Linked DNA regions of Macaca mulatta: region 2 is linked to region 1. The links are chromatin contacts, called in public Hi-C maps. All regions are on one chromosome and are shown on one strand. Each heading gives the region's core, a stretch centred on a gene start, on an enhancer-like site or on the middle of the called end of the contact. The rest is flanking DNA. Distances are from core to core; before and after follow the strand shown. Region 1 holds the start of ACTA1 (actin alpha 1, skeletal muscle). Region 2 holds the start of CCSAP (centriole, cilia and spindle associated protein).

The links. Hi-C and Micro-C count contacts between places; a contact is called where the count stands out from the background.
Region 2: a contact with region 1 is called in a Hi-C map of fetal cortical plate, with 2.0 times the contacts expected there. The contact joins the promoter of CCSAP here to the promoter of ACTA1 in region 1. A contact is called at or near these places in 2 of 14 Hi-C or Micro-C datasets (fetal cortex germinal zone and fetal cortical plate).

Annotation. Positions count from the first base shown.
Region 1 is chr1:19,610,207-19,616,902 of T2T-MMU8v2.0, reverse strand. ACTA1 (actin alpha 1, skeletal muscle) reads right to left here and starts at 2,454. Exons shown (of 7, transcript XM_002802127.4): 1 at 1,679-2,454; 2 at 668-808; 3 at 237-561; 4 at 1-114. The coding sequence starts at 796.
Region 2 is chr1:19,701,497-19,708,192 of T2T-MMU8v2.0, reverse strand. It overlaps CCSAP (centriole, cilia and spindle associated protein), which reads right to left and starts at 2,454. Exons shown (of 4, transcript NM_001261517.1): 1 at 2,430-2,454; 2 at 1,628-2,042. The coding sequence starts at 1,994.

The DNA of each region.
Region 1 (6,696 bases), core at 1,205-3,704:
AGTCGGTGAGATCGCGGCCCGCCAGGTCCAAGCGCATGATGGCGTGCGGCAGCGCGTAGCCCTCATAGATGGGCACGTTGTGGGTGACGCCGTCGCCGGAGTCCAGCACGATGCCTGTGCGCGCGGGAGAGAGTAAGTCGCTGGGGGCGAGGCCAAGGCTGGGCGCTCAGCGCTAGGGGCGGGGGCGGGGGCGGGGGCGGGGGCGGGAGAGGGGCCTGGGCGCAGCGGGCACTCACCGGTGGTCCTGCCGGAGGCGTAGAGGGACAGCACTGCCTGAATAGCCACGTACATGGCGGGCACGTTGAAGGTCTCAAACATGATCTGGGTCATCTTCTCGCGGTTGGCCTTGGGATTGAGGGGGGCCTCGGTGAGCAGGGTGGGGTGCTCCTCGGGAGCCACGCGGAGCTCGTTGTAGAAGGTGTGGTGCCAGATCTTCTCCATGTCGTCCCAGTTGGTGATGATGCCATGCTCGATAGGGTACTTCAGGGTCAGGATACCTCTCTTGCTCTGAGCCTCGTCGCCCACGTAGGAATCTTTCTGACCCATACCGACCATGACGCCCTGCGGATCCGAGACACCACGCACCCATTAACGCCGCTCCGGGTGGCACCAGACTGGGTTACGCGGGGACCCCGACCCGGCTCCTTCCGCAGAGCGGCAGCCTGACCTGGTGTCGGGGGCGGCCCACGATGGACGGGAACACGGCCCTAGGGGCGTCATCCCCGGCGAAGCCGGCTTTCACCAGGCCGGAGCCATTGTCGCACACGAGGGCGGTGGTCTCGTCTTCGTCGCACATTGTGTCTAGTTTCTGCAAGGACAGGGAGACCGCGAAGAGGCGCGGTGCATCAGCGCAGACGTCTCAGCGGCAGCGGGGGAGGCCTGGCCGGCTCAGACGTCCTCCCTCCCCAGGAACCTAGGGATATCCCCTGCCAGAACCACTCAAATTCTGCCAGGGCGGCGACCAGGGGTTCTCTTCCTGAGCTTTGCCCCTGGCTAAGGGCTGCCCTGCACCAGGAAAAGGGGCACAGGGTCGTGAGACCACACTGAGAAGTCCTCTGTCCACACAGCCAGGGGAACATGTCCCCCAAGACCTGTCTGCCCTCCCTGCCTGACACCTGCTCCAGGAGCTGGACGCTAGTGCCCATGCTCTCTGCACCTCCCTGACCACATCTGTCACCTAGGAAGATAAGGCCTGGGCACTGCCTGCTCGCTGGGCCAGCGTGAGGGTGGAAGGAGATGCCCATGGGAAAGGCGTTGGCACCCCATCCAGAGAAGAGTGACCTGTTAGGAACCCTATGACATTTCAAACTCAGAAAGGGCCTTTTTCCTGTTGGAAACGGAGCATGGGTGGTCCTGGCTGCTCGCTCATTAGCTCTAGCGCTAGTTCGGAAGGGAACTGCCTTGGCGACAACTAAAGCAAAACCGTTTATCTCCCTAGGCACATCCTACATGCCGCATAAAGCAGCCCAGAGGGGCTAGAGAAAAATCTGGAGACGTCTAATTTCCAGAGTCTGTCTTGTCTCCTTTTTAAAGCGCATGTAGCTCCGGAGACGAGGCACAGCGCTCGGGGCGCAGGCTTGGGGCTGACCAGGTGAACCGACTGGGTTCTGCCCCGGAGTCCTTCAGGTTCCCCTCGGTATTCCCCTGTCCCCCTGTCCCCTCCCAACTCCCGCCCTACCTGGGCGGGTAGCTACAACTGCTACTCTCGGCTCGGGCCCTGGTCGCCGCGGGAGGGAAGCGAGGCTTCACTTGGCGCTGTCCGCTGCGGTGGCCGCTTGTCCCTCTGCTCAGGTTTTATATAGCCCGCGGGCACTCCCTCCGCGCCACCCCGCAGGAATGTCGCTGCCCTTCTCCTGCCATATTTGGGTGTTGGGCACTAGAGCCCCCTCCCTCGGCCGGTTCGCGGCCTGGGCCCCCGCCCGGGTCCCCTGCGTTGACCAAAGAAGGAGAGGGTTGGCCCGGTCCCAGGTAACGCGGGCCGGGCCGTATATGGAGTGTCTCCCTAGCGGGTTTGCCCCTCCTGACCCGACCCAGTTGCCCGCTGGAGGGGATGGGGTGGGGCGAGGGTCACCGCGTGCGCCGGTGGGTGCATGTGTGCGCCTGCGCTCCGGGAACCACACCTGTTCCAAAGGCCTCCCCACCCATGCCCACTCTGAGCGCCCTGGGAGCTCGGGAAGGTGCCTGACTGCTAACTTCCAGTATTTCAACTCCTCTTCAGGTTCTTTGCTCAGATTCCCAAACTCCCACTTGCGACTACCGGGAGGAGGGAGACGTGTGGAGTGGTGGGCTTGGGCGGATTGGAGAAGCCGTCACTCCTGAGCCTCAGGCAGGGAAGGAAGGCGAACTCCCTCCCCCTTACGCCCCTGGAACTCCATTTCTCTCTTCCCACCCCTGAGCTCCCTGAATCCAAAAAGCTGAGCCACGTCGACCCCTTCCCCCACCGCGCAGAGGGCCACTGGCGGCCGGAGGGCGCGCAGCTGTCGCAGGACAGACAACTGGCGGGGGGGTAGGCGAGGGCGGAGCGCCGGGGAAGAGGCGCGGGGGCTCCCGGGGATAGGCCCGTCAGACGCAAAGCCTGGGCACACGGAGCTGTCCGCCTCAGGGACGCGCAGAGTACTTGGGTCTCCTAAAGGGATTGAAGGGGTGAGGGTTCCCCTCCTCTAGGACGCACTGGCCCCAGGTTTTGGTGGGCTGAGGCCCTCCCCCAACCTCTTCGGTGGCACTATGTGTGTCCCTCTCCTGGGGCTGAAAGACGAGGGTCATAACCCGGGACTGGCTAGACCTGGAATGGAGGTGGAGATGGGTGAGGGGCTCTTCCTAGATGAGGCTTTGCTGGTCCTTCCTGCCAATAAAGGGCGGGGGGAGAGGGGGGCAAGTACGCAGCACTCTAGGATGGGTGGCAGTTTTTCCTTCTGCAAAGGCTGAACAAACTCATCTTTATATTTAGAGGATGATGCCTGCCAAGGCCGGGCTGCCTCCCAGTCCACCTTAGAGTCATCACCTACCAGAGCCTGCTGCAGGTTCTATTTATATCACTGATATATGGGGCTATGCCTTTCAGATTTTCTAGAAGGATTTGGAGCTACTTATGGTAAAGTACAGTGGGGGTCAGCAGAGGTTACCCAGCTGGTGCCTGTCTCTCTCTCTCTCTCTCTCTCTCTTTTCCCCAAGACAAGGACAGTTCTAACCTTGTGGAGGGCACAGGAGGAGCAGTCTTTTGTGATGAACTCAGTGACATGCTTTAAGGGGGTACATCAGTGATACGGTGTGGGCCAGAACAGAATCACTCATTTTTCTGGTGTGCTTAAGTGCTCCTAAAATAGTTGCAATTCACATTTGGAAGTGGAAATCAGCAACTGGGACAGGTGCGGATTCTCTAAAAGGGGGATAGAAGCATATGTGACCCTCCTCTGTAGCCCACATCATGGCAGCTCATCCTAAAAATAAAGAAGTATTAACAAAAATGTTTTAGTGAATAAAATACTACCCTCCTAAAAACAATCAATTAAAAAATAAGGAGTTTGGCTAGTATAGGGACTACGTGGTGAGTATAAAGGCTCCTATGGTATCATATTTAGTTCTTCCAAGTATTTTGGAGAATAAGTGAATAACTGACAGAACTGTATTTCATTTTTAATATCCTGTGTCCTCCTGTGTCAGCGAGTAGTGGAGGTACTTGAAAAAAACCACCTGGCAAATGAGTTGCATGTAACATAAGGGGACTAGCTTACATTTAGGCCTTGAAAGTAGGAAATTTGCTGCCGTTCACTGGATACCTCAATATCTGTTCGCATTCCAAAGGAGAATGGGACTGTCACTATTTTTCAAAACTCTTGCTCAGTCCAACTCTTACCTTTCCTTACAGAAAGCTTTTCTAAGCTCAGTCTGTTACATTCAAACCCACACTAAATGCTGACCGTGATTAAAAACACTCACAAGCGAACAGAGACCTGCTAGTACAGCAAACTGTGGGAGATGGCCCCTGAAGTGGCCAGTTCAGGCATCTGTTCCCTGCCCACATGATTTGCAGCTGGTTTAAATAGTCCCTGACAGGTCACCACAGGCCACCCTCAGTCCCATTCTGGTCTTGTTGCATTCTCATTGGCTTAGAGAATAGACTGAACGGTGGGTGGCAGAGCCACGTCTCCATACATGTATGTTTTGGGGGAGCGCAGCAGCGCCCTGCACAGCATTTTGAGAACTGTCACTAAGTAAAGGTCAGCCATGTAGGGTGTGCTTGACAGGGAGTTCCTGCTTCTAAGTTTTCAGGTGCAGTCTCAGCTCTTCATACCCTGGTGGGGCCCTTCTGCTACCACTACGCCAGTGTGTTCGCACTTCCCTTCTCTCCACTCGTGCCACTCAACCGTACCCCAATCTCGCTCAGTCCCAGTCTTCCCTACTGTGTTTCCTATCAATTTAAACAGGAATTGGTAAAACACTTCATAATATGCTTTTATGTTTCAATTAACCTTTTAACTATCCTAAGGTAAATAAGATAGGTATTACTCATTCCAGTTTTTTTTTTTTTAAAAGAAAACTGAGGCTTAATGAGTTAAAACACACCCCAGGTTCCACAGCAGCCAGTGGAGGAGACAGGCTTGGGCTGTCCTTCCTTCTACTGCCAGTGGCCAGGGAGGGCAAGGACTGCGGCTTCTCTCTAATCTTCCCCAACACTGAGTACAGTGCAAAACACAACAGGCCCTTGAGGGATCTTTCCCAGTAATGAGCCAAAGCCATCCTAATATGAAAAGTCATGGCTTCCCCAGAAACTCAGCTTTGAGGGGCTGGCTGGGCACTCCAAGTTAGAGACATTCCAGGGACTGGGTAGACAAAGACAAACTCATTCTCCTTACAAGCTACTTAAAAAGGTCGGGTTGGCCAGGTGTGGTGGCCCACGCCTATAATCCCAGCACTCAGGGAGGCTGAGGCGGGTGGATCACTTGAGGTCAGGAGTTCAAGACCAGCCTGGCCAACATGGTGAAACCCCATCTCTACTAAAAATACAAAAATCAGGCCGGGCGCGGTGGCTCAAGCCTGTAATCCCAGCACTTTGGGAGGCCGAGACGGGCGGATCACGAGGTCAGGAGATCGAGACCATCCTGGCTAACACAGTGAAACCCCGTCTCTACTAAAAAATACAAAAAACTGGCCGGGCGAGGTGGCGGGCACCTGTAGTCGCAGCTACGTGGGAGGCTGAGGCAGGAGAATGGCGTAAACCCGGGAGGCGGAGCTTGCAGTGAGCTGAGATCCGGCCACTGCACTCCATCCCGGGCGACAGAGCCAGACTCCGTCTCAAAAAAAAAAAAAAAAAAAAAAAAAAAAAATTAGCCAGGCGTGGCGGTGCACGCCTGTAATCCCGGCTACTTGGGAGGCTGAGGCAGGAGAATCACTTGAACCTGGGAGGTGGAGGTTGCAGTGAGCCGAGATCCTACCACTGCACTCCAGCCTGGGCAGCAGAGACCCTATCTCAAAAACAAAAACAAAAACAAAAACAAAAAAAAAGGTTGGGTCGACTCCTGGCAGTCGCAAAAAAAGGGCTTGGATTTTCTCCTTTTTCCTCCTCCTGAAGCTGGTGGTGTGTGCACTCATGGCCACCTCCAAGAGCCTGTTGATTCATTGGAGCAGTGCCTACTCTTCAACCTCCTTTATACCCAGAATATCAAGAACTGGTTAGGAGCTTGCATTCTGGAGTCAAGCAGAGCTACATTTACCTTCCCCTCTGACTGGCTATGTGATCTTGGACAAGCGACTTTCCAGAAAGCATTCTCAACTCATGATACTCCCTAAGACTGATTTGAGGATTAAAAGTAGGGGAGAGCTGAGTGTGGTGACTCACGCCTGAAATCCCAGCACTTTGGGAGGCCCAGGTGGACAGATCACCTGAGGTCAGGAGTTCGAGACCAGCCTGGCCAACACGGTGAAACCTGGTCTCTACTAAAAATACAAAAAAATTAGCTGTGCATGGTGGCGGGTGCCTGTAATCCCAGCTACTAGGGAGGCTGAGGCAGAAGAATCTCTTGAACCCAAGAGACAGGTTGCAGTGAGCTGAGATCATGCCAGTACACTCCAGCCTAGGGACAGAGCAAGACTCCGTCTCAAAAAAAACAAAAACAAAAACAAAACCAAAAACAAACAAAACAACAAACTAGGTGAGTACCTGAGACATATGAAACATTCAGCACATGATGCCATGTCTTGCTTCCAATAACTAAGGGCTTGGGGCAGATGCACACAGTGCAGTGGCAGGAAAGGCGAGAAAAGAATATTAGAAATTGGCCTGCTCAGTATACACACATCAATGTCACAACTGAGCAGCGAGAGTCAATGTCATGTTCACCGTATTTGGAGGGCATAAAGATTTTTGTACAAAGATTTATTCTAGTATTTAAAATGGTCAAAACAAGACAAAACAAAAAAAAACACAAAACCCTGTGTGTCTTAATTTTTGAGAGAGAGAGAGAGATACAGCAAGAGGGTAAGGGCTGTTACGTTAATTATGGTTCTGCCATATGGTAAAGTATCACGCATTTTAAAAAATTGTATTCTAAAGAATAATTAAGATGGGCATTCTCAAAGGGGGAAAACTTGGTTCTTAGGGAGTGAAAAAAATTCAGCTAGTACAAAGGTTTGCGGCTTCCAAAGGCCACAGTATATTTAAAAGATAGTCGGCTAAGTGTGGTGGCTCACGCCTATAAT
Region 2 (6,696 bases), core at 1,205-3,704, 91 kb before region 1:
TTAGCCTGATAAAGTACATCTCAATTTAGCTAGCAGATCAGCACCCACAGGAATAATCTGGAAGGCATGTTCCCTACCCCCTCCACCTTCTGTTATTTGCATTTCTAGCAGTGATCACTGAAGCATCAGGATTTGTGGGAATTCACAAGTAACATGATGATGGCAGGAGGCAGCCCTGCCTCCCATGATGTGCTGAAAATAGCTGAAGATGGTAAAACCAAGAGCAAAGCAACCCGGCTCACAGCCGAAATTTCATCTCCTCCTCAGCCTCTCACAGAGAAGCCAGGAACAGTCTGATTGGCTTGCAATCGGGTAAACAAAAATAAACACATAAGTGAATAAAGTCACTGATTCTGAGCTTCCGTTTCTTCATCTATAAAACTGAGACTAGGGCCGAGCATGGTGACTCACTCCTGTAATCCCAACACTTCGGGAGGCCGAGGCGGGCGCATCACGAGGTCCAGAGTTTGAGATCAGCCTGACCAACATGGTGAAACCCCGTCTCCACCAAAAACACAAAAATTAGCCGAGCGTGGTGGCGCGTGCGCGTAATCCCAGCTACTCCGGAGGCTGAGGTAGGAGAATCGCTTGAACCCGGGAGGCAGAGGTTGCAGTGAGCTGAAACCGCGCCACTGCACTCCAGCCTGGGCTACAGAGCGAGACTCCATCTCAAATGAAAACACACACACACACACACACACACACACACACACACACACACACACAGATTAAAACAGGGTCTGTTTGGGGATTGTTTTGAACATTAAATGACAACATACATATTCCTAGATCAGTGATTGATCTAGGAATACATTTTCCAAATACATCTTCCATGTTTTCCTCACTCAAGCCTTTTTAAAATCCAGTGATCTGGTGGTGCCTGGCCAACGTAAGAGGAGCAGGAAGGAACCATTGGTTACTCCAGGCTGTACTGAGGCGTTGAACTGGGTCCTCGGCACCAGCCTCACATGCTGACAGTCCCCAGTCTACAACCCTCTGGGCAGGAAAGAAGGTGAAGGGCCATGGCTGAAAACACGCGCAGCGCCACCGGTGCTTTCGGATCTGGAGGGGCGAGGGAGGATGCGGTGGGACGGAAGGGGAGAGGACCCAGCACTTACAAAGATGCTCTCACAGCCAAGTTATACAACACTCCATGTAAACAAATGCAAAATATTCTTTAGGGACAGCGCAGCGAGGTCGGGGAGTTAATAGGAAAAACAACGGCCCCATTCATCAGACAGAAAGCTTAGTCCTGTGGTTCTTAACCTTTTGGGTCACCTTTGAGAATGTGATGAAAGCTGGGGCTCCTCTGATCAAAAATGGGCGCTTAGAAATAAGCAGATGGGACTCAGTGGTTCGCCAAGCCGCAGAGGCCCACAAGGAAAGACCCCGGACTCAGCCAGCGGCGTTTGAATTGAGTTCACCGCTGGCTCCATCGAAAGCCACCTAATTAAGCAAATAAAGGGTGGCAAAGGCTGCCACCTGATTCTGTCAACCGGAAAAAAAAAAAAAAAAAAAAAGGAAGAGCTCACTCCAAGCGGCGCAAGAAATAGAGATCAGCTGCTGCGAGCTTCGAGCAAACTGTCCCTGCGCGCAGGCCCCTCGCGTTCCCCTCCAGGCCCAGTACCTGGCAGAGCCGCGTCCTCCGCGTCCTCGGCCTCCGCGTCCCCGGCCTCCGCGCCCTGCTCCTCCGGGGCCCCGCGCGCCCGCCGTTCCGCTTCCTCCTGGGCAGCCTGCTCTACCGGCGGCGGGGGCGAGGGCGGGGCGCACCGGGGTGCTGGGCCCCCGGCGCCCGACGACTCTGACGACGCCGAGTCCTCCGAGGAGCCGGCCGGGCCCCAGTCGTCCCAGAGCCAGGGCGCGTGCGCCTGCTCCAGCAGCCGGCGGCCCAGGCGGTAGTGCAGCAGCTCGCGGTAGCACGGCCCGTACTCGTCCCAGCGCGGCTCCTGGTAGCGCTTCATGTACTCGCTCTTCACCCCGCTCCCCGGGGACATGGTGCCGTCCGCCGTCTCAAGCGCCAGCCGCTCCGAGCTGCCCGCAGCCTACGGGACCCGGTACACGACACAGAGGCCGCCCCGCCCCTCCGCCGGCCCTGCCCGCCGCGACGTTTAAACCCGGAGCCCCGCCCGGACGGGAGCAGGGGGCGGGTCCCGGCGGGGGCGGGGCGGGGGCGGCCTCACTCGGCGGCCCAGACCAAGAGCAGAGGCGGGGACCCGGGCTGCTGGGGTTGAGGGGCGCGACGCCGAGGAGGGCTGCTCAGAGGGTGGAAGGCAGGGAGGCTGCGGGCTGGGGCGAGGGGACCGCGGGAAACGGGGGCTGAGCGGGAGGAAGAGCGAGGCAGGGGAGCGGCGGGGCCCGTGATCGGGTGATCCTGGGGTCTCCCGAGACGCCCCCTGAGCTAGGCGTGCGGTCCCGCGGGGCTGCCTTACCTCCTTCCCGCCACGCCCGGCCGATCCTCTGCGCCCAGGCCCGAGATGCGCGTGGCGCAGCAGCTAAAGCGCGCCTCGCTCTCCCGCGCGCTTTCCTCCTGAACAAGATGTCGCCGCGGCTGCCCGCGCTCCAGCAGCAGGCGGGAGGCGGTGGCGCCGCCTCAGTCCCGGAGCCTCCCCGCGCGCTCCTGGCCCCTGGGCCTCCGCCCGCTCCGTGGGGGCGGCTGCTTCCGTGCAGAGCGCGAGGCGTGGGGGTGCGGGCGGGCCTGACAGTCCAAGGGGCCCAGGCCCAGGTCCCTGGCCCACTTATTCGAGGTGCCCGCTCACCCTGGTCCCAGCACGCGTCACTCTGCAGGAGTCGTCAGTTAGGGGCAAGAGATGCTCCCTTCAGAAATGTAGCCCCCCAGGCTGAGACTGGGGGCGACACTCTCTGTCCCCATTCGAAGCCTACCCGTTCTTCCTCTCTGTGTTCACAACACCTGTTACTCTGGCTCCCTTTTATGTCTACACCCCCCAAATTCTTTTAGATTTTCATCAAAACCATTTCACTTGCTCAGAGACCCGTTTGCACATAAAACCTTGACAGATTCAGTTACGTTGTGCAGAAGTGTACAACATTGCCCCATTTGTTACAGTTTCAAAAGTGGCCCCGCACTATTTTCCCTTTTTGCACTTAAAACCTTCACAGATCCAGTTACGTTGTGCAGAAGTGTACAACGTTGCCCCATTTGTTACAGTTTCCAAAGTGGTCCTGCACTATTTTCCGTTTCTTAAAAAAGAGCCTTGATACAGTAGCCGCAAAAAGATTTGAAAGGAAAAAAACTTTTGGAAAATCAAAATATATGTAGCAGTTAAAAAGCAGGCCCAGGCCGTGAGTAGCACTCACGGCTTCCACGTCAGGATTCCCACGAATTCACCTACTTTCTGCGTGTCCGCATCCTGCCTCCCACCAGCGCCCCCCACCTCATCATAGCTAAATGATTCAGAGGCGGGTACTGGCCCAAAATGGGGAGGCTCAGACCGTCTGCTCTGAAAACTTGAAGTTACTAGTCCAGTCATTAGCACGGGATTGTGTTAATGGCAGTCTCTTCTGGACGGAAACTCCATGATACCCTGCTGCTAATGAGTCCGCGGACGCCGTGATTTCTCCGCTTCCCAACTTTATTTTCTCTTCCTTGACTTACATTAGGAACATTCTAATGCACTTTCCTTTTGTTTAAGCTGGCTGGGGTTGGTTTATGATGTTTGCAACCAAAGTAGCCTTAATAAAGATTTAATAAGGTGGGGAAATGGTTATATGCAGTTCTGTGGGACATGCAGGACACCATCAGTTTCAGCTTTTGCTGCATAATTCACTCCAAAACTTAGTGGTTTAAAACAGCTAAGATTTATTATTTCTTATGATTCTGAGGGTTAGCTGGGCAGTTCCTCCACAGTTGGATTCTGATGGAGAGACAGCAGGGTTCAAGATGACCTCCTGATATAGTTGGGATAATTCTCTCCTCCAAATTTGAAGTTGAAATTGGTCACCAATGTTGGAGATGGGGCCTAGTGGGAAGTGTGTGGGTCATGGGAGCAGATCCCTCATGCATGGCTTGGCGCCGTTCTTCAGTAATGAGTGAGTTCTCACTCTTTTAGTTTGCATGAGAGTTGGTTGTTCAAAAAGATCCTGGCATGTCCTCCTCTCTCTCTCGCTCCCTTTCTCTCTCCATGTGACATGACAGCTTCCCTTCCCTTTCCACCATGATTGGAAGCTCCCTGAGGCCTCACCAGAAGCAGATGCTGACACTATGCTTCCTGTATAGCCTGCAGAACCATGAGCCAAATAAACCTGTTTTCTTTATAAATTACCCAGCCTCCGGTATTCCTTTATAACAGCACAAAACGAACTAGTACACCTCCCTCACATACCTGGCAGTGGGGTGGGCTGTGGGTTGAGCTGTCTTGGTCACACCCTCCAGAAGGTTGTACTGGCATCTCAAGGTCATATACATCTCCTGCTGCATTCTCACGTTTAAATAAATCACAAGGCTAAGAGTCAAGGGAGAGAAATAAACTTCCCTTCTGCATAAGGGGAGAGGAAAATTCACATTCCAAAAGAGATTGCATACTGGATGAAGGAATTTGCGGGCATATTTTACAATCTTCAACACAACACACACGCACACACACACACGAATATAAGGGTACTCTGGGAGGCTAAGGCAGACGGATCACCTGAGGTCAGGAGTTTGAGACCAGCCTGGCCAGCATGGCGAAATCTCATCTTTACCAAAAATACAAAACTTAGCTGGACTTGGTGGTGCCTGCCTGTGGTCCCAGCTACTCTGGAGGCTGACAGGAGAACTGCTTGAACCTGGGAGGCAGAGATAAGCTGAGATCATACCATTGCACTCCAACCTGAGCAACAGAACAAGACTCTGTCTCAGAAAAAAATTAAAATAAAAATAAATAAGGTTAGGAATGATTTGGGGTTTTTCTTTTTACTTGTCTCTATTTTTCATAATTAAAATGTATTACTTCATTCTAATATTTAAGCATATTATTATGTCAGGACTTATCCATTTGGAAGTGACAAAAAAAATTCAAACTAGCTTAAACAGAAAGGATATTTGTGGGTTCAGGCAGAGCTAGAGCCGGGGGTTCAACCAATGTCACTGGGACTGTCTTTCCTTCTCTTTATCTTTGAGCTCTGTTTTCCTGCTGAAGGCTGGCCTCTTCTTCTCCCACTGGAAAAGGACTTCCTCCATATAGCTGGAGAAAGTGCCACTTATAACCTCGAGCTTATATTGTCTGAGCCAAAGACCACCAGCAAAAGAGAACTTCTTGGTATTCCAATTATAGACAAAGATTCTTCCAGTTACATGCGCAGCTGTTTCCAGGGGCATGAGATGATCCGATTGCCCAAGCCCAGGTCACATCCCTATCCCTGTAGATGGGGACAGAGTGGGAGGCTGGGGTCGACAGCCCCACGAGAACCACAGGGGGACAGGGAAGAGCAGTGAGCAGATGAAGCAATAAGTGGCCATCTATACATTTGCCTTTGTGTTAAAATAACAAGAAGATGATGAGAAAGACCAAATTGGACTGCACTCATGGGGTGGGAAGGGATATAATTGACTATATGTAAGGTCCAGCTGTTAAATAATCAAATATAGTCACAAGCAGAATCTCTAAGATTGTATTTCTAGATCAGAGGAGGTAAGCCTTCCTCCAGAGAATCCCCCACTGATACAGCACTGAAGGACAGACACAGTGGACGAGGGTGTCCATTTGTTCTGCAGATGAGATGAGGACTGACGAGCAGAGATAAAAGATAGGAGTGTGGCAAACGTTACTGGCTTGGGACTGGTTTCTTAAGCAAGAGGGAACTTTTAGGAATGGCCTAAGGCAGTGGTCCCCAAACTTTTTGGCACCAAGGACCAGTTTTGTGGAAGACAATTTTTCCACGGATGTGGGGTGGCAAGGCAGCGTGGTTTAGTGATGAAACTGTCCCACCTCAGATCATCAGGCATTAGATAGATTCCCATAAGGAGTGTGCAGCTTAGATCCCTCGCATGCACAGTTCATAAGGGGATTCGCACTCCTATGAGAATCTAACGCTGCTGCTGATCTGACAGGAGGCTGAGCTCAGGTGGTAATTGTTCACCCGCTGCTCACTTCCTGCAATGCGGCCCAGAACCTAACAGGCCACTGACGATACCAGGACCCCTAGCCTAAGAGGTTCGCAAAAAAAAAAATGGAAAGAGTGGAAATTTAGGAGACACCAAGGGGACTCCAGAAACCAGGCTGCAAGATCCAGGCATAGGCAGGAGAGGGAAGATCTGTGCCCTTAATTTCAGCAGAGGAAGCCCTGGCTGGGAGGCAGCCCTGGGTGAGGAGGGGCATCTCCCCCTGGTGGAGATTGGGGAGCCAATAGAAAGGAAGATCTGGCCGGGCACAGTGGCTCACACCTGTAATCCCAGCACTTTGAGAGGCCTAGGTGGATAGATCACCTGAGGTCAGGAGTTCAAGACCAGGCTGGCCAACATGGTGAAACTCCATCTCTACTAAAAATACAAAATTTAGCTGGGCATGGTGGTGGGTGCCTGTAGTCCCAGTTACTTAGAAGGCTGAGGCAGGGGAATCGCTTGAACCCAGGAAGGGGAGGTTGCAGTCAGCCAAGATCGCACCACCATGCTCCAGCCTGGGCGACAGAGTGAGACTCCATCTCCAAAAGAAAAAAGGAAGGTCTGGATCTGTACATCTGAAAGATAAACAATAGATA